4 separate regions of the Mus musculus genome follow, and all the other regions are linked to region 1. Evidence: chromatin contacts called from public promoter capture Hi-C data. All regions are on one chromosome and are shown on one strand. The core of a region is the stretch at or near the end of the contact, and the rest is flanking DNA. Distances in the headings are between cores, read along the strand shown.

The links. Promoter capture Hi-C pulls out the DNA fragments that hold promoters and counts their contacts.
Region 2: a contact with region 1 is called in a promoter capture Hi-C map of liver, with 6 times the contacts expected there. A contact is called at or near these places in 2 of 39 promoter capture datasets (hippocampal neurons and liver).
Region 3: a contact with region 1 is called in a promoter capture Hi-C map of liver, with 5 times the contacts expected there. A contact is called at or near these places in 2 of 39 promoter capture datasets (liver and pre-B cells).
Region 4: a promoter capture Hi-C map of liver shows a contact between it and region 1, with 4 times the contacts expected there. A contact is called at or near these places in 2 of 39 promoter capture datasets (both in liver).

The regions. Positions count from the first base shown.
Region 1 is chr19:34,287,183-34,294,563 of GRCm38.p6, forward strand. Fas (Fas (TNF receptor superfamily member 6)) reads left to right here and starts at 3,477. Exons shown (of 9, transcript NM_007987.2): 1 at 3,477-3,562. The coding sequence starts at 3,533.
Region 2 is chr19:36,733,536-36,740,916 of GRCm38.p6, forward strand. Ppp1r3c (protein phosphatase 1, regulatory subunit 3C) reads right to left here and starts at 3,069. Exons shown (of 2, transcript NM_016854.2): 1 at 3,018-3,069; 2 at 1-819. The coding sequence starts at 3,031.
Region 3 is chr19:31,866,242-31,873,622 of GRCm38.p6, forward strand. A1cf (APOBEC1 complementation factor) reads left to right here and starts at 2,572. Exons shown (of 12, transcript NM_001081074.2): 1 at 2,572-2,618.
Region 4 is chr19:36,551,913-36,559,293 of GRCm38.p6, forward strand. It overlaps Hectd2 (HECT domain E3 ubiquitin protein ligase 2), which reads left to right and starts at 2,727. Exons shown (of 21, transcript NM_172637.3): 1 at 2,727-3,003. The coding sequence starts at 2,872. Gm41838 (a long non-coding RNA gene) reads right to left here and starts at 2,127. Exons shown (of 2, transcript XR_877830.3): 1 at 1,940-2,127; 2 at 1,013-1,822.

The DNA.
Region 1 (7,381 bases), core at 2,227-4,726:
TACTCACCTCCGCTTAGATGATACAGTATATGTTAGCATATTACAGACTATGAGAAATCACAGATTAGGATACTCTAAGCATTTTTTTTTGTTTTATGATTATTGTGTGTGTATGTATAGTGTGTGGCATAGTTAAAAGCTGTGGAGGTCAGAAGACACCCTTTAAGAGTTGGCTTTCACTTTCTGGTGTAGGTCTGGATGATGAATTCAGGCTGTCTGCATTTCCTGTTAAGTGCCTTTAAATAATCCCTCACCCTGCCAAGTTAAAAGGTACAAAGAATGAATTTTATGATTCAGTGAAGTTGCTGACTCAAGTTTATACTCAAGAGCTGTTGATTTTACCTAGAGCTTATGCTCCACACACCCCCAACTCCCCCCTCTTTCTCCTCCTTCCCCCTTTCTCTTCTCTTCTCTTCTCTTCTCTTCTCTTCTCTTCTCTTCTTTTTTCTTCCTTTCCTTTTGCATGGAACTTTTCATTTCAAATTGTTCTTCCTTTCCTTTCAATTTTAGAATAGTTGTATTAGGGGCACAGCCTGAGGCTTCTTCATGGCAGCAACAACCTACAGGAAGATGAAGCAAAGGGGGGTGGGGGAGGGGTAGGGTGGGGGTGGGGTGGGTATAAGTTTAGTGACAGCTGCCAAACAGAATGAACAGAACGCCTACAGGAAGGAGAGGAAGGAGGGTGACAATCTAGATTCAGAGCACTTTTAAAAACACCTGCAGAAGACAATGCTGCAGGATGTCCCCCCACTCTCTCTCTCTCTCTCTCTCTCTCTCTCTCTCTCTCTCTCTCTCTCTCTCCATTCTGTGTGTGTGTGTGTATTTGTATATTCTTAATTAGATAGATCCTCCAGGGAGGAAAAGAAGTAGAAACAGAAGCTGAGCGAGCGATCAGTGGATTTTGCAGACCTTCTGACCCATAGAGGTGGAGTCCAGAAACTGCTTCATGAACAGGAAACTCTTGGTGCTGACCTTGAACAAACTTACTTACCTTCTCGGTGAACAAGCGGTTTTTAACCTACAGGGCTGGACCACCGTAGAGCTCACATATCAGATACCCTGCATAGCAGATATTCACATTACGATTCACAACGGCAGCAAAGTTACAGTTGGGATGTAGCAACGAGATAGCATCATAGTTGAGCGTTGCCATAGCATGAACTGTATTAGAGGGTCCAGCATTAGCGAGGGTGAGTACCACTGCTCTAGAATGTTCGCACGACACTAAAGTGCTACCTACTTTTCCAAAACAAAAGTGACTTTGAGATGCATTCATTAACTAGCAGTAAAGAAGTATAAGAATTTTTTTTAACGAAAATTGGTCAGGAAATAATCCGTAACAAAAGGAGGAAGTAATAATGTCTAACACAGCAGGTGAGGGTTTTCCCTTTTACTGAAAATAGACTTCTCTTTTTGATAGATTTATATCCTGACTATGGTCCCCTAACTCTTTTCACCCCAGCTCTTTTCTACCTTCCATCCTATCCAGATATTCCCTTTCTGTCTTGCTCAAAAACAAACTGGCTTCTAAGGAATAATACAAAAAGAAACAGAACTAACACACCGCAATTGGATGAAACAAACAGAAGAAAAAGAAGCCCAAGAGCTGGCACACAAAACAGAGACAAGCTCATGTGCACACTCAGGGATCCCTTAAAAACACTAAATTTGAAGACATAAATGCATATGCAAAGGACCTGTTGCAGACCCATGCAGGCCTGCACATGCTGCCCCAGTCTCTGTGAGGTCATGTGAGCTTTGATCTTGTTGACTTGGAAGGCCTTGTTTTCTTGGTCTTGTCCATCCCCTCTGGGTCTCAGACTCTTCCTGCCTCCTCCTCTTGGGGTTCCCTGAGCACTGAGGGGAGGGATTTGATGGAGACATCTCATTTAGGGCTGAGTGTTCCAGTATCTTTCTCTCTCTGAATAATATTTGGCTGTGGATCTCCGTATTAGGAGTTATTTTATTATAATGTATGTGTTGTTTGTTTGTTTTTATAACATACATATTTGTTTTTTTCCCTAGGTCCCTGGGCTATCTAGTCTCAGGTTCTTGGGTAGCGTCAGGTTTATGTTCTATCTTGTGGAGTGGGGCTAAAGTCAAATCCAGTATTGATGGGTTGCTCCCACAAACTTTGTGCCACTATATGCACTAGCTCATCTCTCTAGCAGGACACCATCATAGATCAAAGGCTTTGGGGTAGAGGTGAGGTTTACCTTTCTCCTTTAGTAGCATGCAGAATATCTTCCAGTACCAAAGATGTTGGCATGTAGGGATGAAGGCTCTATGTAGGCACTTTCTTCTTGCTCTCAACTTCTCTATATTCAATGAGTTGTGTGGGTCTCAGTTTGTGGGGAGCAATCTATAGTCTTGGCAACAGGCTGCATTGTTTGGGGACTCCCATGCAACTCTTTTTGGCCAACGATTCAATTAGATGCAACCCCATCCAGGAAAGGAAAACTTCATTTGATGACAAGAGATGTTCACTTGTGGCTCTGTCTCCCCCCATTATTTGGCTATAGATCACCTTCATGTATGCTTATACTTTAGGAAGACTCTGCTAGGTTTCCATACCTCTCAAATGCCCTTTAATTTTAGCTGTCTCTCCCTGTATTCCCATTCATCGTCTTCCTTTCCCCTCCCCCACTTGATCTTCCCATCATAACTACCTATTTTATTCCTCTTCCTTAATAAGATCTTTCTGTCCCCTCCCCTAGTCCCTTACTCTATATCTAACCCCCGTGGTTCTAAAGATTCTGGCTTGGTCCCTGAGTTAACTGCTGTGTTATTTGTCATAGTCATTTACCTTCATTCTCCATTTGGGAAACGAAGCCAGGGACATTCCCCTCATCAGGATCCCAAAGCCTATTATCTCTACCTCTGCTGTGGTGATTGTCACTTCATGTATCATATATGAGCTCTGTGGAGGGACCTCCCTCATCAGAATCCTAGGGTGTGTACCTCCTCTGTGGTAATTACCATTCAGAGGCCCCAGAAGCCCCAGCAGACCTGTCACTGACAAAATATTGAAAGTGAAGGCAAAATGGTCTTTGTCTCCAGCAATCAGCCAAAGTCCAATTCAATACAGAGTTCAGAATTCCTTCCAGGGTGAGCAGCAGGCAGAAAAAAAAATCTCACTTGACCTGAGGGTGTGACTGTGGAAGCGCCCAGGATGGGGAATGCCCATTTATGCAATCAAGCCCTGCTTGGGCCCCCTCCTCCCCCGCCCCCCACCCCCACCCCGCTCAGGCCGCCTGTGCAGTGGTGAGTCAGTGGGTTTCCCCGGGAGACCAGCAGAACTTTCTCGCAACCCTTGGGGCTTTACGAAGATTGTGTTTGGTCCCTCAAAAGAAAAAAAGTGACATACACGTGTTCAAAGCGATTTCTGGGAAGACCTGAATAGGAGCGAAGCGGTTTGTGCGTGCCAGGGGGCGGGCCTAGGCAAAGTACATACCCACAGGCAGTCTAGAGCTGGTGGGTGGGGCCGCAGGCTGCCCACACAGGCCGCCCGCTGTTTTCCCTTGCTGCAGACATGCTGTGGATCTGGGCTGTCCTGCCTCTGGTAAGCTTTGGGACGCCTGGGATGTGGGACGCTGCATACTGGGGACCACCACATGAGATTCCAGATGTGGCTGGCATTGGGTGCCACCGGTCCAGATGTTTAGAAACGCAGGGGAGCTGCTTTCGCTCTTGGCTAAGTGCTCAGGGCTGAAGCCCAAGTCCAGCGTTTTTCTGGAAAAAGTTTGGGTCGGGGCGGGGGGCGGGGGCGACGGTCAGAGCTTGGTGCTGGCCAGCTCTTGGATCGATCGCTTTAGTATGGCTGGAGAGGGACTCTGGCTTATAGACTTGCCCAGACACTTTTCTAGTGCCACTTTAGGGCACTAGAAAAGTTCGCTCCGAGGCTCCCTGGCATTTGACACTTCTGACAGTTCGCTCAACCGGGAAGTGAGTTACTCTGGGCTGTATTTACAAGCCAAGCATTAGATCATAAAATTTCTCAAAGTAACTTTGTCTGCGAAGATTTGTTTACTCTCCTGTAACAACACGGGAAACAAAAAAAACCTTCCCTTCCGGGAATTGAGCTGTCAAATTGTGGATGGCTGAACTGGTGGATATTTTTATATTGTTTGTACTGTTTCTTCTGTTACCCTCTTTCTGCTGGCACTCTCACAGCAGATTTGTCCCAGTAACCCTAGGGCTCTGAGTCCCAGCTCCTCCTTGTCTGCTGCAGGCACAGAAGTAAGAACTCTCCAGCATTCGGTCTCTTCAGAAATGCCTGTTAATAAATGCCAGTCCGAGGGATTCGACCCTCCGAGGTTCAATCCAGTTCTGAATTTAGAAAGATTGCTTTATCAGGTCCCTAAAAATTTGCCGGGCACAAGGATCTCAAATCGGTTTTCACAGCAGTGGTAGAAGGGAGGAAGACAACCTCTCCTTACTTTTACAAGGTTAAAAGAGGTTCCGAGAGCTTAAGCATTTAACAGAGGTCACACAGCTAGCAAATGACAGTGCCGGGCTTCAGTTGAGATCTAACTCCAAGGGGCATGTACATACACACACACACACACACACACACACACACACACACACTACTGCCCCATGGTATGGTTAAGAGAAAGGTTTTTATTGTGGATATAAAAGAGAAAATGGCCAGAGGCATCTGGAAGAGCCCAGAACATAGAGAGAAAGAAGTAAACTGAACATGGCCAGCAGACTCGACCAGGGCTATCTGAGAGAGAGAGAGAGAGAGAGAGAGAGAGAGAGAGAGAGAGAGAGAGAGAGAGAGAGAGATGGAGCAGAGGCTAGAGAATAGAGAAAACCGAGCGAGAGAAGCAGGCGCCGAGGTGAGAGAACAGAGTGAGAAGAGCAGAGCAGGTTTTTAGGTTAAATGAGTCGCTAGTGGATGGGAAGCCCAGGAGCTGGAGGGAGCTTGAGTAGGGGTGGCAGTGAGCAGGACTAGGATGCTAGCATGCACTTTGAAATGTGCAACAGGCACTTGTGGTCCAAGTATGTGCTTTGATGTGCTGGTTAATAGGCACTACAGGTAGTCTCCTATGTCCCATCTGCCAGAGGTAAGGGAAATGACTTTCCAATGGATCAGAGGAGGCACATTTAGTCAAATCCTTAATACAAGCAAACCAGATAATCTGACAACATGGTGCAGAGACTGTTTGCTTGGCAGGGCATGTACAAACATGTCATCTTGAAGGGTTTTTTTTTCCTAGCGATTCTTTTCCACAACCTGATTTACTGACCTCCATCCCTACCCTAGATCCATATTGTTCTTCCCCTAGAAGGGACAGCCTGCAGGTGAGGAATATTCTGAATGGGAAGAGCCCATGGTTAGAGATAGGAGCAAGCTCTAAGAGCAAACTGAGAGAGAGAGAGAGAGAGAGAGAGAGAGAGAGAGAGAGAGAGAGAGCAGGCAGGGAGACATCCTTTAGAAGCACAGTCATGGGGAGTGGAAGAGGCTTAGGGAAACACCATCAGAGAGAGGAATCTAATCTCTTAGAGGCCCAGGGGTGCATACAGAAATGCCTGATGTACCTGCAGGTCTCAAAGAGCAGGTTCCAGTGAGACACCAAGAGGGATAGATACAAGCAAGCATCTCCTAGGGGAAGGAGAAGAGAGACAAGCAGTTAGACAGCCTTAGAGACACAGTAAGCTTCAGGAGGGAGCTACCTGAGAGACAGACCTAAGGAGGCAGCTGGAAGCAGAGAGAGGAAATGGACAAGCGAGACAGAGCAAGCTCCAGGGTGGAGCTCAGAACATGGGAGGGAGAACAGGGTGAGAGAGGAAATCAGCAAGTCTCTTGGTGACAAGAATTTCAATTCTGGACATCCGCAAGTGGTCAGGGTGTCCCCAAGTGGGCCAAGACACTTGTCAGAGAGAAATGTCCAAAATCACAAAGGATAGGCATCTCTTTCATGTAATGGGGTCCCAGTAGGGAGAGAGAAGCTGTCTGATAAACCAGCATGACTTCTGTAGCAACAGACAGAGAAGGAGGCTTCAAGGAGGAAATAGGTAGAAGTAAAAAGCCGCTGAAGAAGCGGGGCTCTAAAATTTGGAGTTGGACCTGGTAAGTGTCAGAAACCAGAAGAAACAAGTATTCTATACCTTAGAAGAGTCAAGTCAGAAGCTTGGTTTGCTTAGGAGAAGCTGAGCCCCTTGTTGGGCACCAGCTATATAAACTGTGACATGACTTAACCACTCTACGTGTGGTGAAGGGGGAGGTCTTTATTGTGGATATGAGAGAAAGAAGAGCCAGAGGCATCCGAAAGAGTGAAAACCAGAGAGAAAGAAATAGACTTAACATGGCCAGGAGTCTGGGCCTGGTCATAAATATTTGCTAAAAAGGACAATAGTGGGGGATGGGGACAGAGAAATCAGTGAGAGAAGCAGGGGTGGGGTGGGGCTCAGTGAGAAGAGCTGGGTTAGGAGCCCTATGAGTGACTGATGGGGAGGGAAGCCCATGAGCTGAGGGCAGTTTAGGAGAGGGGAGGTGGTGAGAAGGGCTAGGATGCTGGCTAGCATGAACTTTGAAATGTGTAACAAGTACTTGTGATACCAGCATACACTTTGACATACTGACCCTTCTGCCAGAGATAAGGGCAATGGACTCCTTTGGCTGGCTTTTATCTAATTTCCAGAAATCCTATAGGCCAGGTAGAGCTCATTTCTAGACAGTTGGACAGCTGAACGGTCTTTTGGAGTTTGGGGGGGAATTGGAGTTTCTTTTGGGCACAGCAGTTTGCTGATTTGCATCTGATATCTAGAATATACCAAGAGTTTGGAATGGTAAAGGCTCTTATACTTGGTACCTTATGAAGGGGTGGAAAAAAATTCCTTTTGGTTCTTTAAGAAGCGATTCATAATATTTGTCCTTCAGAAATGTCTTTAGGAAATTTTGAGACTCTCCTCAGTGCAAAGTTCCTAGTCCCCACTCCTTCACTGTAGTATGGGTGGCCTGGAAAAGCTCTCAGCTCTTAGAGTAACATTAATGAAGTAACAGGAGGCAAAAGGCCTGGAGCTATGCTCAGCTTAGGGGTAGCTGTGTCTTTACCACAGGATGTGTGCCTCAAGCACCCAGGAAACAGCCTTTCTAAAAGAAGACACACTCATACATGCATGCACATGTAAAGTTTACACACATACTAGTACATAAATGTTAAAATTAAGTATAATTTGTTATATTTATGATTTATGGCCTAGGAAATTAAAGTTTACTAGACAGTATTATAAAGTCAGACAAGTAAAATTGTAATAATGATCCTGTCACCTCCATAATCCTTGCGGCATGCTATAGTACCTTGCATCCCTCCCATGAGACGCAGACGTGTTCTTACTCAGAACGTGGACTTGCCCAACACCATGCCTCCAT
Region 2 (7,381 bases), core at 1,819-4,318, 2.4 Mb after region 1:
TGGAATGCACAGTCTTTGGGTGCCACCTGAGTCTGCACTCCGTCAGGTTTCCATTGCACATGGACAATTCTGTAATTCTGACCCTCATTGTTGTCCCAGAAGATCCTCCCATTAGCGTGATAAGAAATGCAGAACTCAATTTTCTCCTCAGTTGGAATGACACGGGGCAAGTCGATGGCAAAGGAGAAGGTGTCGCTGTCTGAGCTGCTGTAAACATTCTTCATGTAGACACAGTCCACATCTGTGTAGGTTTTCCAGGTGTCAAAGGTGATCCGGACCTGAACCTTCTTCTCAAAGCTCACATTCTTCACTTTCACTGTCCCGGTCACCGTCCGATCTTGCAAAGAGCAGTTCTCGAGGCAGACAAAGTTCTTCTGAAAGCGGTCCCGGAAACTTAAGTAGTCGGTTGAGGGCTGGGGAAAATCAAAAACCAAATTTTTCTCCTCGTGAAGTTTTAAGCTGGAGGAGATATCGTTAAGGTCCAAGAGATCAAACTGCAGGTCCCACGCTGGTTCTTCTGGAAGGTCGGAGAAGACATGGATAGCAGTGAGTGACAGCCCCTTGGAGTCCGCAAACACGACCCGCTTCTTGGCTTGGTTGTGTGGGCTCTTCCACTCACTCTGCGATTTGGCTTCCTGCTTGACACTGAGACATGGTTTCAAAGGTTTCAATTTATTCACAAAATTTCTTCGTTGAAAACCATTGTAAGGACCCAGGAAACTCTTCAGAGGTGGTGAATGAGCCAAGCAAATCCTCATGGCCATGTCCACGGGCATGACGGAACTTGTCAAAGGACGTGGATCTAGCACATGGATCATTCTGGAATGAGAAAAAAAAAAAAAAAACAGTGGTAATCACCGAGGTCTGGAGTCGTCTTCCCCTGGTCCCAAATGCACACACACTAGTACTCCAGTGCAGAGAGGTGCTATCACGTGGAGAAAAGGAGAGCACTGGGGTGATGAGATCTACAGTCTAGCTCTGTGCTTGGCAGGCTGCTGGGCCCATGTGTAAACTGCCTGAAACACTCAGAGAGGATTCAGTTTCTCCATCTGAGAAACAAGAGGGCTCTATCTGAACAAGTCTGACACAGCTCTTGGAATTATGTACTCTGTTCTGGGCCAGTGGTTCTTAAACCTGTCAGATCAACAAGACCTGAGAAGTTTCTTTCCTTTAGAAAAAAAAAATTCAGATTCCGGGGACTTAAAACCACTACAGTAGAGCTTCATGGCATGGAGCCAGAAAGGTAAATATGTTCTTAAAGCTTCCCCCAAAAGAGTCCATTGGCCAGACAGCTTCTTCCATTATCACAGTCCCAGCCTCTCGCTCCCTCTGGCTGCTGTTTCCTATTTTGGCTCTCGAACCGGTTTTACTTCTCAGGAGAAGTAATCCACTTGGGAAACAATAAATGAAGCAATTCTTAAAATGTCATGCTGTCCTTAGAGTGACAGTAGGTGACGCTTGTTAAAAGAAAGAATGACTTTTTCATTTTATCACAGTCATCCTCATTTTTTCACAAATGACCAACTGCAACACCAGCCAACATCTCACAGACTAAAGGAAAAACTTTAAACAATCTACAGTTCATATAGAAAGATGCCCATGACAGGTCCAACTATAAAGGGAATAGCTACCTGCAGGGATAACAGACTTGTTCATTCTGACCAGTAATAACCACTTTACTATAGCTCTGTCTTGTAGCCTGCAGTGTACATTATATATACACAACATAAAGTAGTTTTAAAAACTGATAACCAGAAAATGAGCTGTTTTAAAATACACTGAAGATATATGAATTTATAAATACTGAAAACTACAAAGGAAAACACTAAGATGTTCATTATCTTTGACTGATGGAATTATAGCATCTACTGGTTTGGGCTTCTATGATGTTTCCTGTTGTTGAGCAGGTCCTATTTACAAGTAGGAAGGCAATAACAATAGTTTGCATCAAACAAAGAACCATCCATCAAGACTTTTCTGGCCTTTCTTTCCCTTGAACCACACTATAATTCCACACTTACAGAATTAGGTTTTTCCTCTCCAATGTCAGCCTTATAAATCAAAGAAACATGAAATACAGTAGGTGCCATTTTGGAGTCTGGGGCTTTATTAATTATTTATTCTTTAACAGTTTATATATGTATATAACATATTTTGATCATAAATATAGTCTGGCTTGAAGAATTCTCTTCATACCAGTGCTAAGCACAGCACCCTGTATATGGTCATCATCACAAAGTGGCCTGTAAAGAATGTATACTGAACTCACTTTAATAGCTCTAGGGTTTTTCTGAGAGGATTACAAACTTCCAGCAACAAAACCTCAAAGTCTATTTGTCTCACAACCATTAAGAGGCAGGATTTGGGGAGGGAGAATTCTTGGACTAAGTTACAACTGGAGATGCAACATTTCGTGAGATGGTCTTGGTTGCCTGGTTGATGGAGCTGTTGTTCGTTTTTTATTGGTTGAGCTGTTCTTGTTTTTCTTTTTGTTTTAGTTTTTTTGGTTTTTTTCCTTTTTTACTCCTGCATTTATAGAAAGTTTTAGTAGTGGGCTATTTCCCTGGAATTCTAAGTCCTGGCCAAGAGTTAAAAATAATAGCTTGCTCAAACTCTAAGACTGCATTTTCTATGACAAACCAGGAGAGGGGAAGTGGGGAAAGAAGAAATGCAAAATCCTCTACCTTTTGCCACAGGCTAAACTACCTCATCAATAAAACTAAGCTGCACCCAAGTGTTTGGGTCTTTGAGCTCAAAGGCAACAGAGTCACTTCAGCAAAGGAATCCCAGCTAAAACTGACTCACTAAGGCAGTTTCTACTGTGAGATGTAGATTCCCAAAACAGGCGCTAAGAAATACAACTCAAATTCCATCCCTTCAAAGCCTCCGGGACGATTCAACTCAGCCATCAACCTGGGAGTCTCCCATCTGCAGAGAAGACAAAACCACAAAAGCCCCCAAAGTCCCCGCAGCTGCAGGCTCCCCTCCATTCGGGCGCAGAGTTGCACTGAACCTACCTGGTGCAGCTCATTGGACCGAGAGGCAGCGGCGACCGCGACAACCGCACCCTGAGCAACTTCGCACTCAGTACTTAAGAGGATGCAGCGCCGCGGTCCAGCCGGCCGACTGACCGCAGGCAACCGGGAGGCAGCTTATCAAAGCCAGATCACGTGAACCGGTCCCTCCGACCAATCAAAGGCCGTGCGCCCTGACCAACCACTGTGCAGCTGGGGCACGAGCCCCTGCCCCTGGAACGTGATCACCGCGGGGCTGGATGTGACCAGAGCGTGCTGGAAGGCGGCCGTAGAGTCCCTGAGCCCTGGGCCAGCGGGATCCAGCCGTGTTCCCGGAGCCTGGCGTGCAGCACGTAGCTCACGGCTCGCAGCTGGCCTTCTGCAGCTTGTGCGAGCCTGGCGGGGTCTTCTATGGAAACGCGTAGGTCTGTGCAGAGTTGAATCTGAGCTCAGAAAGTTGTGGCTCCGCCCGGTGTCTGTGTTATTTGAAATGCTTGTGATGCTCCTTGCTTTGTGTCCAAGCACCTTGGCCCAAGCAAAGAGAAGTTGGCTGGCTCTTCTTCCTCCACAAATAAAGTCACACAGCCACTCAAATGTTAAGAAAACACGTGAGCCCATGAAACGAAGTGGCCGTGTGTGTGTGTGTGTGTGTGTGTGTGTGTGTGTGTGTTTCCCTCTGAAGACAGAGGCAGAGAGGGCCAGTCTGTACAGCCTAGCGAGACTCTGCCTCTGAATAAGCAAATGGAGACTATGTGCTGACCTATTCAGTTCTCTGCTTGGGAGAGAGAACTATAGGCCAACATGAAGTTACTGTCCTTGCTCATTGTCACCAATTGCAGCAGACAGCCCAAATCCCTAGACTGAGTTATGACATCCTTAGGCAGAGGTCAAAATCACAGTTGATTTCATGCCCTACCCACCCAGCGGCTTTCGCTGAGATTTCTTTCTTTTCTTCTGTGCACATAACCAACACAAAGCAAAACTAAAATAAATATTTTTTAAAGAAACGTCTACTGAACATCACAGAGGAAAAAACTTGATAATTGGACTTTTAAAAACTAAAAAGTTCGACCGGGTGTGGTGGTGCATGCCTTTAATCCCAGCACTCTGAAGGCAAGAGTCTGGAGGATCTCTGTGAGTTCGAAGCCAGCCTGATCTACAGGATGAGTTTCAGTAGTTACACAGAGAAACCCTGTTGGGGGGAGAGAGAGCAAGGCGCGCGCACGCGCAGGGGCGGGGGGAGGCATATCTGTTAATCAAATATAAAATTGTTTTCTTCTTTTGTTTTTTGTTCTTCCCCCTTTCCTTTCCTCCCTCCGAACATTCCTACGTTCCTTGGTCTCTTTCAAATTCATGGCCCTTTTTCCCCCTACTTGTTGTTCTATGCGTATGAATACTGATTATTTTTACAAAGTCCATGACCTAGCTCTGCTTGGCTATCTAGAAGCCAATTAGAATGTGCAAAAAATTCCTCTGTCATGTAACTGTCAGACTCAAGAATTGTTACAATGGAGTAAAGAATAAGAACCATGCTATGGGGCTGGAGAACGGCTCAGAGGGTAGGAGTCCCTTGCTCTTCTTTCCACAGACCAGAGAGCAGGTCGTACCACCCAGCTCAGGCGCTCATACACAGCCTGGAACTCCAGCTTCAGGGGCTCTACCGCCCTCCTCTGGCTTTTGCAGGACCTGCACACATGTGCACATAACCAACACAAAGTAAAACTAAAATAAATATTTTTTTAAAGAAACGTCTACTGAACATCACAGAGGAAGAAACTTGATAATTGGACTTTTTAAAGATTTATTTTTATATTAGACATATGAGTGTTTTTTACCCCTCTGTATGTATGCATACCACATACATGTAGTGCCCTCAGAGGTCAGAGGTGGGCACTGGATACCCTGTCATTGGTTGTAAGCCACCACGTGGGTGCTGGGAACCAAACCCTGGTCCTCTACCAAGGGTAACAAGTGCTCTTAGCCGCTGGACCATCCCTCTCTCTCCCTCTCTCTCTCTTGGGCTTTACTTCTGAATAAAGCACCTGACCAACAGCAGAACTAACGCCCCTCTCAAGATGGCCAAGACCACGTGAAAGGCCAATGTTTAGGGTTTTAATCCTCACCTGAACCCAGGCAAGTTCTAGCCTCAGATTCCTGTTGTGCAATATGGAGATGGTAAATTTGCTTTGAGGAATAAACTTGTGTGTATCAGCAACATCCCACGTTAGAGCTCAGTTCAATACTCGATCCTCCTGTGCTCATTTCTACTCTCACCTCAGCAAAGTTAGTACCTGAGAGAAGCAGCAGTCACCACCATGCATGGCTCATTGAGTCTTATCATGGGCCAAGCATGCGCACCATGTCATCTGTTAAATACTTACAGCATCCTACATGGAACTGCCTGTCATAAATACCATCTTAGATAAAGGAAAACCATTAGGAGATCAAGAAACCTGGCCGGGACCTTCCAAGTAGAGTTGTGGCTCTCTGGGATCAGAACCTGCATGCAGGATAACTGCCGTCTGCCCCATTCTGGCTTCCTTTCATTAATGGTCAGTTACAAGGATAAAGACAGGAGGCGCCTTGTGTATTGTTGGCTTCAAACACTTTGTGTTTCACAGTTGATAAATCTAAACCCCGAGGAGGAAGCAGAGCTGGTAGCCAAGGGCTGGTTAGGTCAGAGCCAAAACTAGAATCTTGGATAGGCCTTTTCTCTACGCAAACCGTATATGCTGAGATAAAGGGTGACTATTACCAGCTAAAGCTATGAAACAGCACACTGTAAGAACAATGCAGTTTGATTCTACTTAGGAGGGAAAGATATGCAGGGACAGGCTCTAGAATATTCTTCACCAAAATGTTAGTGCTTACTAGGGGATGGTGACAGTACTCGTGGTAAAATGTTTTTGTTTTGCTTCTTCGTGGTTTTTGGAGATTGTTGTTGTTGTTGTTTTGGTTCGTTTTGGTTTGGTTTTTTGGGTTCCACACACACACACACACACACAATGAACACAGAAGGCTTCTGTAATTAACAAATAAATTTGAAAAGGTTTTCAAGCTTTCAGATTCAAGTAATTCAGAGAGACTCTTAGCTGGGTGCCAAGAACCACGTTGGAAGCTTTTTAAATGTTCTCAGGCTGCCCCCACCCCTCCCCATCCCAGCCCCACCACCGTCCTAGAAAAGCTGTATTGACTCTGCTTACGCTCCTGCCCCCTGGTGTTGATTAATGCTGCCAAAACAGATTTCTATTTCAACTTCAAGAGGACTTTTTAAACAGAAAACAGTATTCTTTCCTACAAGAAGTCAAGGTAACCTGTAAGCTTAATAGTCCAAGCCTCTCCTTCAGGCTCCTAGCTGGTTTTTACTGCCTTTCATTACAGGATTGAAGGTACTGGAAAGGAATCAGTGTTTTTTCCTTGGGTGTTGCGTCAATGAAGATGGACTAAACCAGAAGTTATGAAGAATTTTATTGTTTGTGGGCTCTATCCAAGTGTGGCTTGGCAGCACTCAAACGTTGCTTTGTCTTACTCGTCTTCCCATAATAAATCTATCAACCAGGGCTCGTTAATTGGTGCATGGTGTCCAGCATCATGCTTGAGGTTACCTGGAGTCATAAGCCATAGCCCTTTACCCTTGAGACTATTCTAGATATTTCTTTTATTTTAGGCTCAAAAAGTACCCCACAGATGAGGGGCTGCTGGCTGTGTGGTTTACACAGTGGGGTTGTCCAAGCATTTGCTCAGTATCTCACCTGGAGGCTGGACTCCTTTTGTGGGAAATTCACCCTGGGGTCCCCCAGTTACCAACTCATTTTCTTTTTCTTTCTTTCTTTGTTACTTTCTTTCTTCCTGTGTACATAAGCATTTTCACACATGTGTGTGATATGTATGTGTGTGTACATGTTCACGTTTGTGCACGTGTGTAAGAGTATACATGTAGATGTAAATGTCCCACGAACATTTCCCACAGATGTTCCAACAGATGTGCTGCAGGACAACTCCCCAACAATGGGCAGCTGTGGACGGGAAGTCCAAGAATCTAGTAGTTGCTCAGTCCCACGAGGCTAGTTGTTTCAGCTGGTCTTCTGTAGAGGCTGGAATCCTGAGTAAGTAGGTTCCAACAGATGTCCTGGCAAGTAAGAGCAAGCAGGTGAATAAGAGTGAGTCTTCCTTCTTCCAATGTCCTTATGTAGGCCTCCAGCAGAAGATGTGGCCCAGACGTGTACCACCACATCTTGACCTGGGACTTGCTTTGTCCCAGGTTGACTCAGAGATCTCGCAGGTGAGCCCTCCGATTCTGGACTGTAGTTCATTCCAGATATAATCAAGTTGACAACCAGGAATGACCATTACAAAAGGGGTCATTT
Region 3 (7,381 bases), core at 1,322-3,821, 2.4 Mb before region 1:
CTGTCAGCACCTGATTTTGGAAGTCCAGCCTCCATTGAAGCCGCCCAGTGCGCAGTTAGAACAACCTGAAGTGGGGTGCACAGTTAGAACAACCTGAAGTGGAGTGCACAGTTAGAACAACCTGAAGTGGGGTGCACAGTTAGAACAACCTGATGCGGGGTGCGCAGTTAGAACAACCTGAAGTGGGGTGCGCAGTTAGAACAACCTGAAGTGGGTTCGCAGTTAGAACAACCTGAAGTGGGGTGCGCAGTTAGAACAACCTGAAGTGGGGTGCGCAGTTAGAACAACCTGAAGTGGGGTGCGCAGTTAGAACAACCTGAAGTGGGGTGCGCAGTTAGAACAACCTGAAGTGGGGTGCTGGTTAAACCTGCTCATCCATTACTCACACTGGCTCCACTTGGATAACTCTAACTCCTGGCTGCTGTAAAAGTGACATGCATTCCAGGAAAGATCATACTTTGAATTTTAAATTTGGATCTTTTTCTAGTGCTGTGTCTTGGGCAGAGATGCTGGGTAGAGGCAGTCAGTGGACAGTCAGGAAGTAAACCGTTCCCTACCCTGCTCAGCTGTGCCACTCCGTGAGTTAGCCAAAGGAAGCACTTTAAACTTGGGATAGTTTGAACCGAAAGGGAGGTTGTTAAGAAATATTCCTATCAGGCTGGAGAGAGGGCTCAGCAGTTAAGAGCACTGGCTGCTCTTCCAGAGGTCCTGAGTTCAATTCTCAGCAACCTCATGGTGGCTCACAACCATCTGTAATAGGATCTGATGCCCTCGTCTGGTGTGTCTGAAGACATCTACAGTGTACTCATATAAATAAAATAAATATGAAAGAAAGAAAGAAAGAAAGAAAGAAAGAAAGAAGGAAGGAAGGAAGGAAGGAAGGAAGGAAGGAAGGAAGGAAGGAAGGAAGGAAGAATTCTATCTACCTATCTACCTTTCTCTCTTTCTTTCTTTCTTCCTGTCTGTCTGTCTTTCTATCATCTATCTCCTCTCTCTCTCTCTCTCTCTCTCTCTCTCTCTCTCTCTCTCTCTCTCTCTCTCTCCCTGTGTGTGTGTGCGTGTGTGCGTGTGTGTGTGTTATGTTTTTCTGTCTCCACCAACTACCTAAAGGGTCCTGCTTTCATATATATATATATCACTTACCACAGTCCAGCCACCTACCACACAATCAGGACCCTCTGCTGCCAGGACCTTCAGCCTCTCAATATCAACAATTCTTTGTAGGATCAGACTCAAATAATTCCTCACTCACTGGGAAGCCAGACAAGCCTTGGTTGAGCTTCTCTTAGGAAAACTAACAAGGTTTCTGGTGAACAGTTCCATTCCCTAGAAGAAATAAGTAGAGACATTTAGTTTTGAATGTCCGTATGTGAGAAACAGTGACTGGTAGCCCTAGCTGACTCTCCATAAGCACAATTCCAGGGCAAATCAATAATTCTAGAGGTGCTTTTGTTAGGACAGGTGTGTACTCACTGGAAAGAAATGTAAATCAATGAAGAGTAAAGCTGTAGGCAGAATGACAACTGCAATAAATAGATCTTTAATCTCCTCTCTAATCAAAAAAAAAAAAAAACTCATCAATGGTGGCATCCCTTGATCATTCACATTTTGCTACAGATAAAAGTGACCAAAGTTGGCTTCTGGGAAATTAAGCTCTTCTTACTTGACCTGAAGCCAATGAAATGTATTCCTTAATTCCAGTTTTACAGCCTGTGTTTTGCAAGCCTTGAATGTAAAAAATAAAATAGGAAAAGGAAAAGAAAAAGAAAAATCACTCAAAAGTAAGGGGGTTTGTTCTTTTTATCTTATAAACAGATTTTTAAAATCCTTTTAGGTTTATTATTTAGACTGGTGCTCATGCTGCATAATTTAATGATAGAGTTTACATTTTTATAAAATACAAGTCATCTATTCTTTAAGAAGCACAGCAACTGCTGAGATTTCAAGCAATGAACAACAGCACTGGCTCTTACATAAGAGCAAGCTCCCTCTTCAAATCTGAACAAGCAAATCCTACGAAGTGAAATGTTTTCCCAACCTGATCTGGCCTGAATTCAGCTACTTGGTTATATAAATGCTTTTTGTATTTTCTGTTGGAAAACCAGCGTTTATCTACATACTTGACCTAAAACTCTACAGTTTACTCCATGCACAATCGCAATAGAAGACTGTGTGGCACAACAACAGGGTCTCCCAGATTACCTTCCCTAGTATATCACTTCGACATAGCAAATAAACAGGGTGACAATGTAAAGCGAAGCTTAGTTATCTAAAATGGAATGAATTTAACTTTAACATTTATGTTCATAATCTAGATTCAAAATCTTATTGACCCCGGTGGTTGTAATACGAAATACATTTCCATTTTGTAAACAAGGCAGGAAGACAGTTTTGGAGCTTCTGTTCAGGCCATAGTGACCCAATTACCTGGTCAAAGGGCTGCGTGGATGCAAGAGACAGGGTGAGTTAAACTTTAACTCCCGGGAATTGTAAACCAAACCTACAGCCACTGAACCTTTGGAGTTTGATACGATGATTAGAATATAACCAAAGTGGCATGCTGAATTCGCCATAATCAAGGAACCTTTTCCGGGTGGGGAACCTCAGAAATTGCTCAGGTATGGCCCATGCTTTTTGTTTGTATTTTCTGTTTCAATTCTGGGTTGTAGTGTCTGGTAGATTGCATGAAAACAACTTGTGCTCTTAACTATCTCTGAGCCTAATGCAGAGAATTGTCGTCGTTTGGGAATGAAACCAACCGGAAAGCTAAACAGTGTCTTAGACTGAGCGGGGATAAATTTCATGGTATACTTCTTGAGTGGGTATGCTTCCACAACTTGTGGGAAGTGGAGTCATCCGTGGGTTCACAAGTGGAGCCCATGTGCTGCAAACCTAACCTCCAGCTAGCTGTTGGGGAGAGCTGTGTTTCACTGTCTGTCCTGATCTCTAGGACCCGACAACAGAAATGTGATTAAGACATAGTTTCACATCTCCCACAGCCTTCTGAGTTCTGTGTATCCTCTAATACTTTAGACACCACCTATTCAATTAACTTCTGTGTGCTACTACATTATAAAAAAAAATCAGGATAAATTCTTGCTATTTCTTCTGCTATTAGCCTGCTAACCAAAAATAATATCCTAAGCTACTTTCTTTTGAGTCTAGCAAGGAAAGAAAACATTATGGAAAAGTGTGTGTTTTGAGTGTGTTAAATATCAACCCTGAAGTGTCTATTTATTAGATTGCTTTCACAGACTAAGCAACCAGCACAGCACATGTATTTTTGCAATATCATTTTTCTCGCACCTAAAAGATAACTAAGAGCCAAAATACAATGGCTCTAAAGTGGGAAATAGATCAGGGCATTTTCTGTCCTATAAGAAACCTCAACTCTCTGCCTGAAGAGCCAGTGTTGGTTCACTATAAATAAAGCAAGCCATCAAGCAGCCCCATGAAACACATTTCTGTACTAGTGCAAGGTACGGATGGAAGTCTCCATGAAAACTGAGAAATCATTTGTGCATCCTAGGAGATTAACGTTTTGTAAGCCAAATATTAGTAAATTCCCACTCGAGTTGTAATTTAGGAGAATCAAATTGAGTTGGTCTAGCTTGAAACACTAAAGTAAAAGGCAGCAGCATGTACTGTCAGGGAATGGAATCTGGAGATAAAAGGGAAGTCACTTACCTGTCCAAACAATCAGGAGTTCCCTGGCTGACACAGAGAAGTAGACACACCTGGTTTATTTTTAAGACCATGTTTTCTGGAATAATAGTGGTACTTCTCAGCTTAAGAAAGTGCATACAGCTTGATGCTCCAATTTACTATGGATTAAATATAGGGGAAAGATAAAATACAGTTGGCTACAAACAGATTGTTTTAAGTGACACTCACAGAACACCATAATGGATCCAAAATCTTGGGTAGCCATTTTAACTAGACAAGTTAACCTGTGATGTTTCAATATCAACATTACCTCTACTGCACTTGAGGAGCATAGGGAGTCACAAACATGCGTCTCCAACAGTCAATCAAATGAGCTGAGTAAGACAACAGAGAGCAGGCCATCTTACCATCTGGGTGCTCTTCAGTGTAACAGTAATCATTGTTAAGTGTTAGATTACCAAGCACATTTCTAAGCACATGTTCTAAGTTTAAATTCATGTTATTCTTAGAATACCCGTATGAGGCTAATACTATCATTATACTATACTACTATATATCATACTGTTATTAGATTGAGGCTCAGACAAATTATTTAACAGACTTGATGTTAAAGGCAAGTGACATAGCCAGGTTACGCAGTCAGGCGGTCTACTTGCAGAGCACATGGGTGCTCTGTACCCTGTCACTAGGATTCACTCTGTGTACATGGGTGTTTATCATTGGGACTAGCCAAAAGAACAAGTAATGCAGTTTCCTAACCTTCCTTTAGAGAGAACTTCTTCCTCCAGGAGCATTTGTCTATCAGCATCTCTCCAAAATTTTACTCGTTAGGCTACAGGCTAAGAGTAAAATATTTTTGCAGCCCATGCCTATTTGCAATGCGCAGATCAATGGAAATCTCCACATTTGGATTGATCTCAGCCAAACCTTCCAAGAAATCACATTCTTTCACAATCCTCCACAAAGCCATGCTTAGATTAAAGGCTTTAAAATTAATCCCAGAAAGAGTGCCATACTCTTTTACAGACATAATCAGGCTGGAACAGTTACCCCAGACCTCCCTGGCCTGTGAAGCTGTGCACATTACTTGAGTTCCTGAGATCTCAGATTCCTCGGATGTGAAATGGATGTGTGATGTGCCTACAGGACATTATAAATATTATTAAGTAGAGCACTGGTGCTTAGGAACCAGTTGACCTCTTCTACCATGGTCCCATTAATAACATTTTTTTTTCAGAAAAACTTAAACTTACCACCCACTAGCTTTCTCAAAACAATTCCATTAAAATAGAAAACTATATAAATAAAGAAACTCATTATTTACAAAAGCCACCGCACTTCTTTGGAACCTGTACACATACACACACACACACACACACACACACACACAAAACTACAAACAGGATAAATTTCATTTTAGAGACTTTCTCAAAGCTGCTACTAAAAATTCAACATGTCTGTATTGACATCTATAGTTTCACACTCTGACATTCTGACACTGTACATGTTAACTTTATTACACAGACAGATGGTTTAAAAACTATTTCAGTAGCTATCAAAAAACTCTGGTATCCCTTTAGAATGCTGGGTAATACTTTGGGTACTATTGCCCAATGGCTTTCATTACCACATGTGCCTGTACACGACTCAGAAAGTTCAAACAAGACAGTATTGATCGACAGAGGATAAACACTGCTTTATCTTATCCATGGACACAGTAACTAGGTTTCTCTCAAGTGCAACTCCAACAGTCCAAACTTCCTCAGGAAAGGCAGTTGGAAGAGAAGCCTCACTCTAGAGGTGACCATGCATATTCAACATCAAAACCCATCTGTCCCTTAGCTTAAGACTGCAAATCTAGTCAGTTATCATTAACAAATATTTACTGCCAAATGGATCAGGAAAGATGATTTATCATTTTAAGCCATCAACCCTATTCCAAACAGGCTATGGCTTTTAAGATTATTTAGAATTTTATTTTTCAAATTTCGTCATTTTTCCCTTCCCTTTCCTCCTCTCGATCCTTCCCAAGTTCCTCCCATTGCTCTTACTCAAATATATGACCTGTATATATGTGTGTGTGTGTGTGTGTGTGTGTGTGTGTGTGTGAGTGTGTAGGGTGGGAAGATGATAGATAGATAGATAGATAGATAGATAGATAGATAGATAGATAGATAGATGATAGACAGACAGACAGACAGATAGAGATAGATAGATAGATAGATAGATAGATAGATAGATAGATAGATAGATAGATAGAGAGAAATAGATAGATAGATAGATAGATAGATAGATAGATAGATAGATAGATAGATAGATAGATAGATATTCTTAAATATATAAATACAACCGACTCAGACCATATGGCATTACTTGAATAAATTTAGGGCTGATCATTTTAATTTAATACAACCAAAGTTTTGTGTTGAATATTTCTGATGACTCCAAATAAAAGACTAAAATATAGTCACACACTGATAATTGGTTTGGGGATTGGGCCCAGGACCTCTATGGTACCCAAATTCTCATATATTCAAGTCTCCTATAGAAAAAAGTGCAGTGTGTACACACAATGCTTGCACATTCTTTTAAATACTCTTAGTTCGCTCGGGGCTACTTCCTGTCCCTTGCACATTGTAAACACTATTAAAGACTTTCATGCTGAATTGTTTATATCTTATTCAAGATAAATGCCTGTTTATGTTCAAGACAGATGTATTTCTTTCAAATAATTTTAGGTTTTTTTAAAGAATTGTTTATGAATTTTATGTATATCAGTACATTGTAGCTGTCTTCAGACACAACAGAAGAGAGCATGTTGTGACCCGCTATGTGGTTGCTGAGAATTGAACTCAAGATGGGGAATTGAACTCAGGGCCTCTGGAAGAATAGTCAGTGCTCTAACTGTTGAGTCAGTTTTCTAGCTCCATCCTCCAAATATTTTTAATCTGTGGTTGGCTGAATCTATGGGTAGAGAACCTACAAATTCAGATGTCCATGTATATTCGCTATTGTTTTGTCTTCACTAAACTATGCTGACATATGCAACTGTCTATTTTGACATTTTGAAATATATCTAAGCAAAGTGTTTTCTTTATGGCTTTGTGGAGGAAATTTTACGTGTACCAGTGTTCACAATCATGTGAACATGTTCCAGGCTTGCTTGTTCTACTGGGGATTGTTTTCTAGTGATACTGAGAGGACATAGTCATAAAGTTATGATAATTCCCTATACTTGCAGAGTGCTCTGTGTCAGTAAATAATATGTCTAATGAGAATTACCATACAACAATTTAACCAGACTGACTGTCTAAATAAGCAAACTCAATTACAAGTCTATAAAATCCTATTTTTCAATTTGGTAGTAATGACTTTACTTCCTTCAATAATTAGGAAATAACTATTAGTTGGGATGCTCTATTGATTTAAAGAACACTAGGTCTGAGTATGGGAATTCCTTACCCTTGTACTTTGTTACCATGGAATATTCTACTTTATAAATGTATTTCAGGGCCAGAAAGATAGCTCAGCAGGTAAAAGCAATCACTATGTAAGCCGGAACCCCAAGTTCAATTCCCAGAATGCATAATGAAAAGCAAGTACTAACTATCCAAATTTCTCCTCTGGCATTTACACATCCACACTCATACCCATACACATGCACACAATAATCAACAATCAATAACAACAATAATAACAATAATAATAATTTTAT
Region 4 (7,381 bases), core at 1,477-3,976, 2.3 Mb after region 1:
CGCAAGGCTGATGAGATAGCTCACTAGATTAAGGAGCTGGCTGCCCAGCTTCACATCTGAGCTCCATCCTCAGGGACTCAGACAACAGAATGAGAGAACTGCCTCATGCTGCCTTCTGACCTCCACATGTGCAACATGGCACATCAAGCGATAAATTAATGTGATAGAACCTTAAAAGTAAGTCTGAAGCACACATTTAAAATAGACCACATGATCATAATGATTGGTTAGGAACCATTCTTAAATGCTCTTTCAGAACCAATTTTGCTGTTGTTCAGTACACTATTATTACTGTGTGTAATTAAAGGGGTGCTCTGTCAGCTAGACTTTCCATTGCCTTCCAACTCTTATCTTTGCCATTCATTCCTCTTTGGATATAATCTCTCTAAATCCCATTTCATTGCCCCATGCCACCCCGTTCCCCTTTAGGTCTTTTGCCTTCCTAAATCAGATGAAAAACCTGATTGATCAAGTCCAGTTGCATCTGGACTTAGAAAGGTCCCCACACTTGACCATTACATTTGGTGTCACTGAAAAGCGTCTTCAGCACATCTTTATGCATAGCAGCCAGAGCTCTGTCTGACTCCCCTCAACCCCCAGATCCAGTAGGTACACACAAAAAGTTTTTCGTGACAGTTGCCTTACAAGTTCTGCCAGAGTTATCATTCTAGCTTACCAAGAGCACCCCCATCTACCTCCCAGTCCTTACCCGGGGCTTGTATGAAAGAGACTTTAAGTGGTACATTATGAATCATGTATTTAGTAGGAAGTGGAAACAAATTCATCATGATGCTTATCTTTCCTATATAGAGCTCCCAGCAGAATAAACCAATGGGCTTGTTTCCATTGCCTTATCTCGTCTGGAGCAGTAGAAATGAACACTTCTGACTTGCCAGTTTTTTTGCCAATATCTAAATATTTTTGTTCTATTGAATGTGACTAGATGTACAGACACACTTTTATTTTGTCTCACACATGAAAAGTGAAAGCATAAGGCATGCGATCCAACTCGTTTCTGATCCAAGTATTTTAATAGCAAATTACTAAATTTGGTTGTAGACAATAGGAGAGATAACCCACCATCATTTCAGAATTTATTCTACCAGTCTAGACACAGTAGCATGGTACATCTTGAATCGTATTTAAAATGAAAGGTTGGTTTTACAATGTTTGTTACCAGTTTTCAGCATGCTGGCCTGCTAAAAGAAAACAGATGTCTATGAGATAGTCCGGAGATTTAAGAAGAGAGGTCTAAAAACAAAAATTCAAGAAAAAGGAGACAGAAAAGGGTGTTGCAAAGTAGTGCCTGTGTCATTTGGCTCTAAAGATTATGAAATACCTGGCTACTTTATTCTACTTATTGTACACCTTTTGTTATTAATAGAGAAACGATGGTGACAGCAATTATATTAAAACTACAAATACTTCCTAGAAATAGAAGCAAACTTTATAATTTCCAAAGTAATACAGTAGGCACTATCCGATTCACTTTATTGCTTGCTACAAATTCTGGGCTTGAAAAACAACCTCATGCCAGGAAGAACTGTAACTATTTATTTAGTTCTGCGGACTCTGAATTATATAAAATGACAGTCACCAAATCCCCTCTGAATTTGTTTCAGAGATATTCTTGCTTCTTGTATTTGGAGCTGAGTATTCTTGGATTAGAAAATTCACTTCACCATGAATAAAATAACGAAGTCTCAACTAAAAATCCCAAGACCTCAATGTCGAGAAATTCTCTATTTTTAGTAAGTGGTACAGTGAATACTTCCTCTCTCCCTTCTCCTCCATCAGCAGGTGTCTCTGCCATTCCAGCAGACTGATAAAAGGAAAAGGAGGGGGCGAGGAGAAAGGAAATTGTCTAAGTCGTCGTCGGGTGGTGGAGGTGGGGATATTTTAACATGACGATTTAAAGTAATTTTTTAAACGTTCTTACCCAGAATTTATTACGAGGTTTATTATGGATTACTCAGCAGTTTGGATCTGTCCATCTGTAACTTATAAACGGAAGGGGACAAGGGATTAGAGGGAACGAAGGACGGCGGGGGGCGGGGAGAGCAAAATGTAGGCGCGTGGGCACGGAAGGGAGAGGCGGACTTGGCAGTCATGAGGGACCGCGGCTCAGAAATGGAAAGTGTGGCCTGGCCGTCCTGCCCTGGAGTGTGTGTGGGAGGGGAGCACGGTGTCGCATTGTCCTCTCCCGACCCTAAGCGCTTCTCCCGTAGGATGAGGCCAGGAGAGGACACGGGGAAAGAGTTAGTCATAAGGATGCTCAGGTGAGCGGTCTCCCAGTCTCCCCGGCGCTGGAGGCACTGGAGGAAAGATCAGGGGGCAGACATGACCCCGAGTCCGCTTCCTGAGCGCGAGTTTAAAGGTCAAAGGCCACCAGCTGGGTCAAAGGTCCCCGGCTCACCTGCCACTCCAGGTGAAGGGAAAGCCAGGGTTAGAATCCGTGTCACAGCCTTTACAAGGCCTGTCGCCCTCCCACCACAGCCCGCGACCAACATGGCGACCAGGCGCCCCCCAGCTCCCGCCCCGCGCCGTCTCCTCAGCGGTCCCCGCGCGTGACGCGGGGCCGCGGTCTGAGCCCCGGCCGGCGGACCCGCGGGAGCGGAGCGCGGCCGAGGGCGCGAGCCGGGCGCACGCAGGGGGTGGGCGGCGGAGCCTGGCGGCCAGCCCGGGGGCGCGCGCACACGCGCGGGCGCGCGACGGGCCGCGGGCGCGCGCGGGGGCGGGGGCGGCGCGGCGGCGGCGGTTGGAAGGAGCCCTCTCGCGGCCGCGGCAGCAGCAGCAGCGCCCGCCCCGGCTGCAGTCCGGCCGCCGCTGCCGCCGCCGCCACCGCCTCGCGCCTCAGCCGCCCGGCCAGACATGAGTGAGGCGGCTCGGGATCTCTCGCCCGGAGCGCCGCCGGCGGTAGCCGCGGCCGCCCCGGAGGAGAGGAAGGGGAAAGAACCGGAGCGCGAGAAGCTGCCGCCCATCGTGACGGCCGGCGCAGCCGCGGTAGGTGCGGCGGGGGCCGGGGGGCGCCCTGGGCGGTGGGTTGAAGGCGGCCTGGAGAGGGGACAACAGGGAAGTTGCGCCTCGAGGGCAACGGCCATCACTTGGGAACCGCGCCTTCCACGCTCGGGGAGTGGGGTCCGCTGCCTGATGCTGGGTGTTTGCTTGTTTTCGGGGGGTCTGGCTCCCGACTTTCTGCTGAGGGTCGGCATCCTCTGTTGGATGAGCATGGGTGCCAGTTGGGCGTCAGGGAGGTTTTCCCTGAGTGGGAGAACCTGCCTGTGGGCGCCAAGGCAGCGCTTCCCTTCGCTTTTGCGGTCCTTTCTCCCCTCGGGTTGAACAGTCTCAGAGAGGAGTTTCCTCCTAATTCTGACCTTTCCGTTGCTATCCGGGTAGTGGGAGGCAGTTGCCTCCCTGGATGCTTTTATTTTTTTCATACGGTACTGACGTGTGATTTGAAGGAGCGAGGCTTTTTCTTCTTTTAAAACTCGGCTATCCAAGCTTAATAAGCGTGGTAATTTCCCAGCTGGATTTTGCAAGGGTTAATTTGGAAGGCGCTCTCAGCCTTCAAACTCCATACTGCCAAATGATGTCATGGGACATCATCCCCTCTCTCCCTTCCCCCTGTTTGTACTTAGTGGTTGGGAGTCTGGTTGCTTTATGATTAACTTCTGGTTTTGACATTTTTATTTGACATAGTATTTAAATACTTTGGGCAAGTTTGCTTTCAAGTATTTAAAGATTATGACTTGTCAACGCATCTGTACGTGACAAAATAGTAAAAGTTTGGGGAATATTATACATTTAAAAAAATTTCTACTTGCAATTAGTTTCTAGAAGCCGCCCTCCTAAATGACTAGGAACTTACTAAAATAGCTCACTCTTCTTTATAAAGTATTAGTATCAGAATAATGTTATGATTTGGTAGGTTTTTCAAAAATGTCTGAAGCCTGTAATAACTGGAAATTGTTAAAGACAACTCTTTTATCATAAGTCAGCACAGCAGATTTGGACAGCAATGACACACATTTTAAAAGGATAACTACAACTGATTGGTAAATTGCAGCTGTAGTTAGGAATTACCTTGGGAGATGCTTTGAAGCAATTTGTCATTCATATTGTAGTCTGTTGGTGCACAGGGTTTTCACAGCTTTTTATGTAGGACTTCTTAATGCCAATGTAGTTTGTTTGTTTCAAGTCTGGGTATGTGTCTAGTGTGTGTATACGTGTGAGTATGGGTATATGTGTATGGAGGTCACATATACATGTGACCTGGTGTTGGTTGTCACCCCATGCTTTGGCAGTTTTTTCCTAAGGTGGTTATTAAGAGGGAAAATGTAACATCTGCTTTTAGAAGCAATGTTATGAGTTTAGTGTCTAACAGCAAGTACCTTTCCCCAAATTATTTATATATAGTGAAGAATATATTATATATAGCAAATAATGTCTATTATTTATCAATATTATTTACATATAATTTCAGTGGAACTGAAAGAAAGGTTTGGAACTTAACAGAAGCTGATACAGTGTGGCTGGAAGTCTAACATTTGTTATCTGAAGCACATAGGTCTTAGTAATTTCAAGTTTTTCAGATTTTAAGAAAGTAATCCTTTTAAGTATTACCACATGTAATAACTACAGTGAAGTCCTGGCCAATTTCCTGGCATCAGTAGTATCTAAAACTGTAGCCAATGTATTGTTTGTTCTGTTCAGTGGAATAAGGTTAAAAACTCTTACTTGCCTTATGGCATTTCAAGGCACATCCACATTTGTGCTACCAAGTGAATTGCAAAGACACTCTTTTTCAGGATGTAGACTAGTCAAAGAGCCTATAGTTTAAGAATTTTTAAAAAATCTTTGAACATGGAGGATAAAAACAGTTTGGAATAGAAAACTTGGGATTCTGAGGCAGTTTCTGGTGGTGCCTTAAAATTTCTTTTGACCTTGATACTGCTGTTGGATTTTTCAATGGAAATTTTAAGAGGAAAATGCAAGTATGTATTGCATATTTTTCAAGAGGATTTTCAGAGCTGAAATTTTGAGGCATCATGATAAAAAGCCTAAGGAAAAAAAATGCTGACATCTGAAGATGAGGAAAGCCAGGGCATCTGGGATGACCGGATTCTCCAGTAGAGTGGGGAAGACTTGATGGAATGTGGTGGAAAGAGAAAGACAGTTTATTGCCTCCTAGTTTATTTCTGAACTCTGTAGGGCTTAAGCAGAACTCAAGGTTTGTTTAGTATCCTAATTGACATCAGGAACTTTGGGGACCCTTTTAGTGATTCTTCCTTTTTGCCCAAATTAATAGCTCCACCCTTCCAACTTGAGTTTATATTTCAATTCAAGTGGCCCTGTAATCATGTGGGGTTTTTTCCCTCAGAAAATTAGTGTGTCATGGTTATGACGGTGTAGAAACAAGTAAGAGTGACAGCTCACGAAAATAAAGAAGAGGTCAGATTATGCTGATCCTAATAAGGCCAAAAAATATAAGCTATATTCTGAATGTTTAAAGAGGGGTGCCATGATGGGAGAGAGAATGGTAGAAACTGTAAATTCTGATACTACCTCTATGCCAAATTCCATTCAGAAGATTCCTGACACAGGTCTCAAACGAGACTGACTGTAGAGTTACTTTGGTAGGATGTTGGTCCTGACTCACATCCCACCCTAAGATACCAGTTTTCAATCTGATGCACAGTAAAAATCAACTGGGAAGCACTATGACGGCCTAAATGCAAGCTTTTTTGTTTGTTTGGTTTTTGGTTTTTCGGGACAGGGTTTCTCTGTATAGCCCTGGCTTCCTGGAACTCACTCTGTAGACCAGGCTGGCCTCGAACTCAGAAATCCACCTGCCTCTGCCTCCCAAGTGCTGGGATTAAAGGCGTGCGCCACCATGCCCGGCCCAAATGCAAGCTTTTTAAATCAGAATTTCTGAGACTGGAGACATATTTTTCTTTTAACTTCTTGGTAAAACTAAGAGTGAACACTGATGCTGTAATGTACTGAATTAAAAGCTATGAGCACAGCTCAGCAATCTGTGTTTTAAAACTACACCCTCATCCCAAATCTGCTTAGCAATAGCTGTCAAAGTGGTTCTATGAAAGATGGGGTGCAGGGGTTAGTGAAAGGGATGGCTGTTTAAGTGTCTCAGTGAGAGATGCTCAAGAGGCCCCAGGTGATGGAAATTAGACATACTGAATTCACTAAGGCTGGCAGATTGAAATGGAGACAAATATGTAAATTAGTGATTTAATACAAATATTAGAAAAACATGGTAAATAAAGGAGAAAATACACAAAGGAGAGACAGAATTAACTGTGGCAAGTAGGGACGAGTTTTATTGCTTCCTTCAGTATTTAATGGGCTGAATGGGAAAGAGAGGTTCTCACTGGAATTGACTATACCAAGGAATTAAATAGATTCAAAAAAGATAAATTTTATATAACTAGGGAGGTGAAATCAGTTTAAACTGTGTGTGTGTACATGCGTGAGTGTGCATGTATGTGTGTGTACATGTGTATTTTGCTGAGGATCAAACTCAGGGCTTTGTGCACATGCATTCTATCACTGAGCTACATTTCCATCCCTAGTTTGGAATTCAAAGGGAAGCTTGCCCCCAAATAGAAGATGAGGAACTGTGCCAAGTAGGCAGTAGAAGCGTTTAAGAGAAAACACAAGGTGTGTGCAGAGGACAAGAGTGACAAGTTTGTGTTGTGTATGAATGGGCTTGCTGGAACCTCTGGACCATGATGGAGCTACCAGTCACTGAACATATGTTATGCTTAGCTTTGCACTAACTGGGGTAGAAACACAGACAAGGCTTAGCCAGAATGTCGCACCTCCGGTGATCTGGGGCTAATGGATAACAAGCAAATCAGTATGTAAAAGCCACAGTAATTCTAATGTTCCTAGTTATACAGGACCAGTTAGTTCTACTTTAAACAGTGGGAACTTAAAATTTTGAAAACAATTAGGGGAAAGGGAAAATTGGCTTTCTGTTTAATTGGCAAATGTTCAGGGGGGTGTGTAGTATGTTTTTGTTGGGATGTGTTACGTTGTATGTACATGTCTATGGACCAGAGTCCTTACAGAGTTTATACATGGTTCAGAAAAGATGGTTGGTAAAATCTTATCTCTTTTTGTTAATTGATCTCAATAAAAGCCCACTGGAACTCCCCCCCTCCCCAGAAAAAGCCACAATAAGCTACAGAAACAGTTTGCAATATGGAGATGATCAGTGTGTGCAGAGCCATGAAGAAAGGCCTTGAAGTAAAGGTAATTATTTAAGCTGGCTGGCCATTGAAGGAATGATAGAATCTGAACGAGCGAAAGGAATATGTAAACAGTGGGGAAAATAACTTGAGAGGCCTTAAAGAGAAAA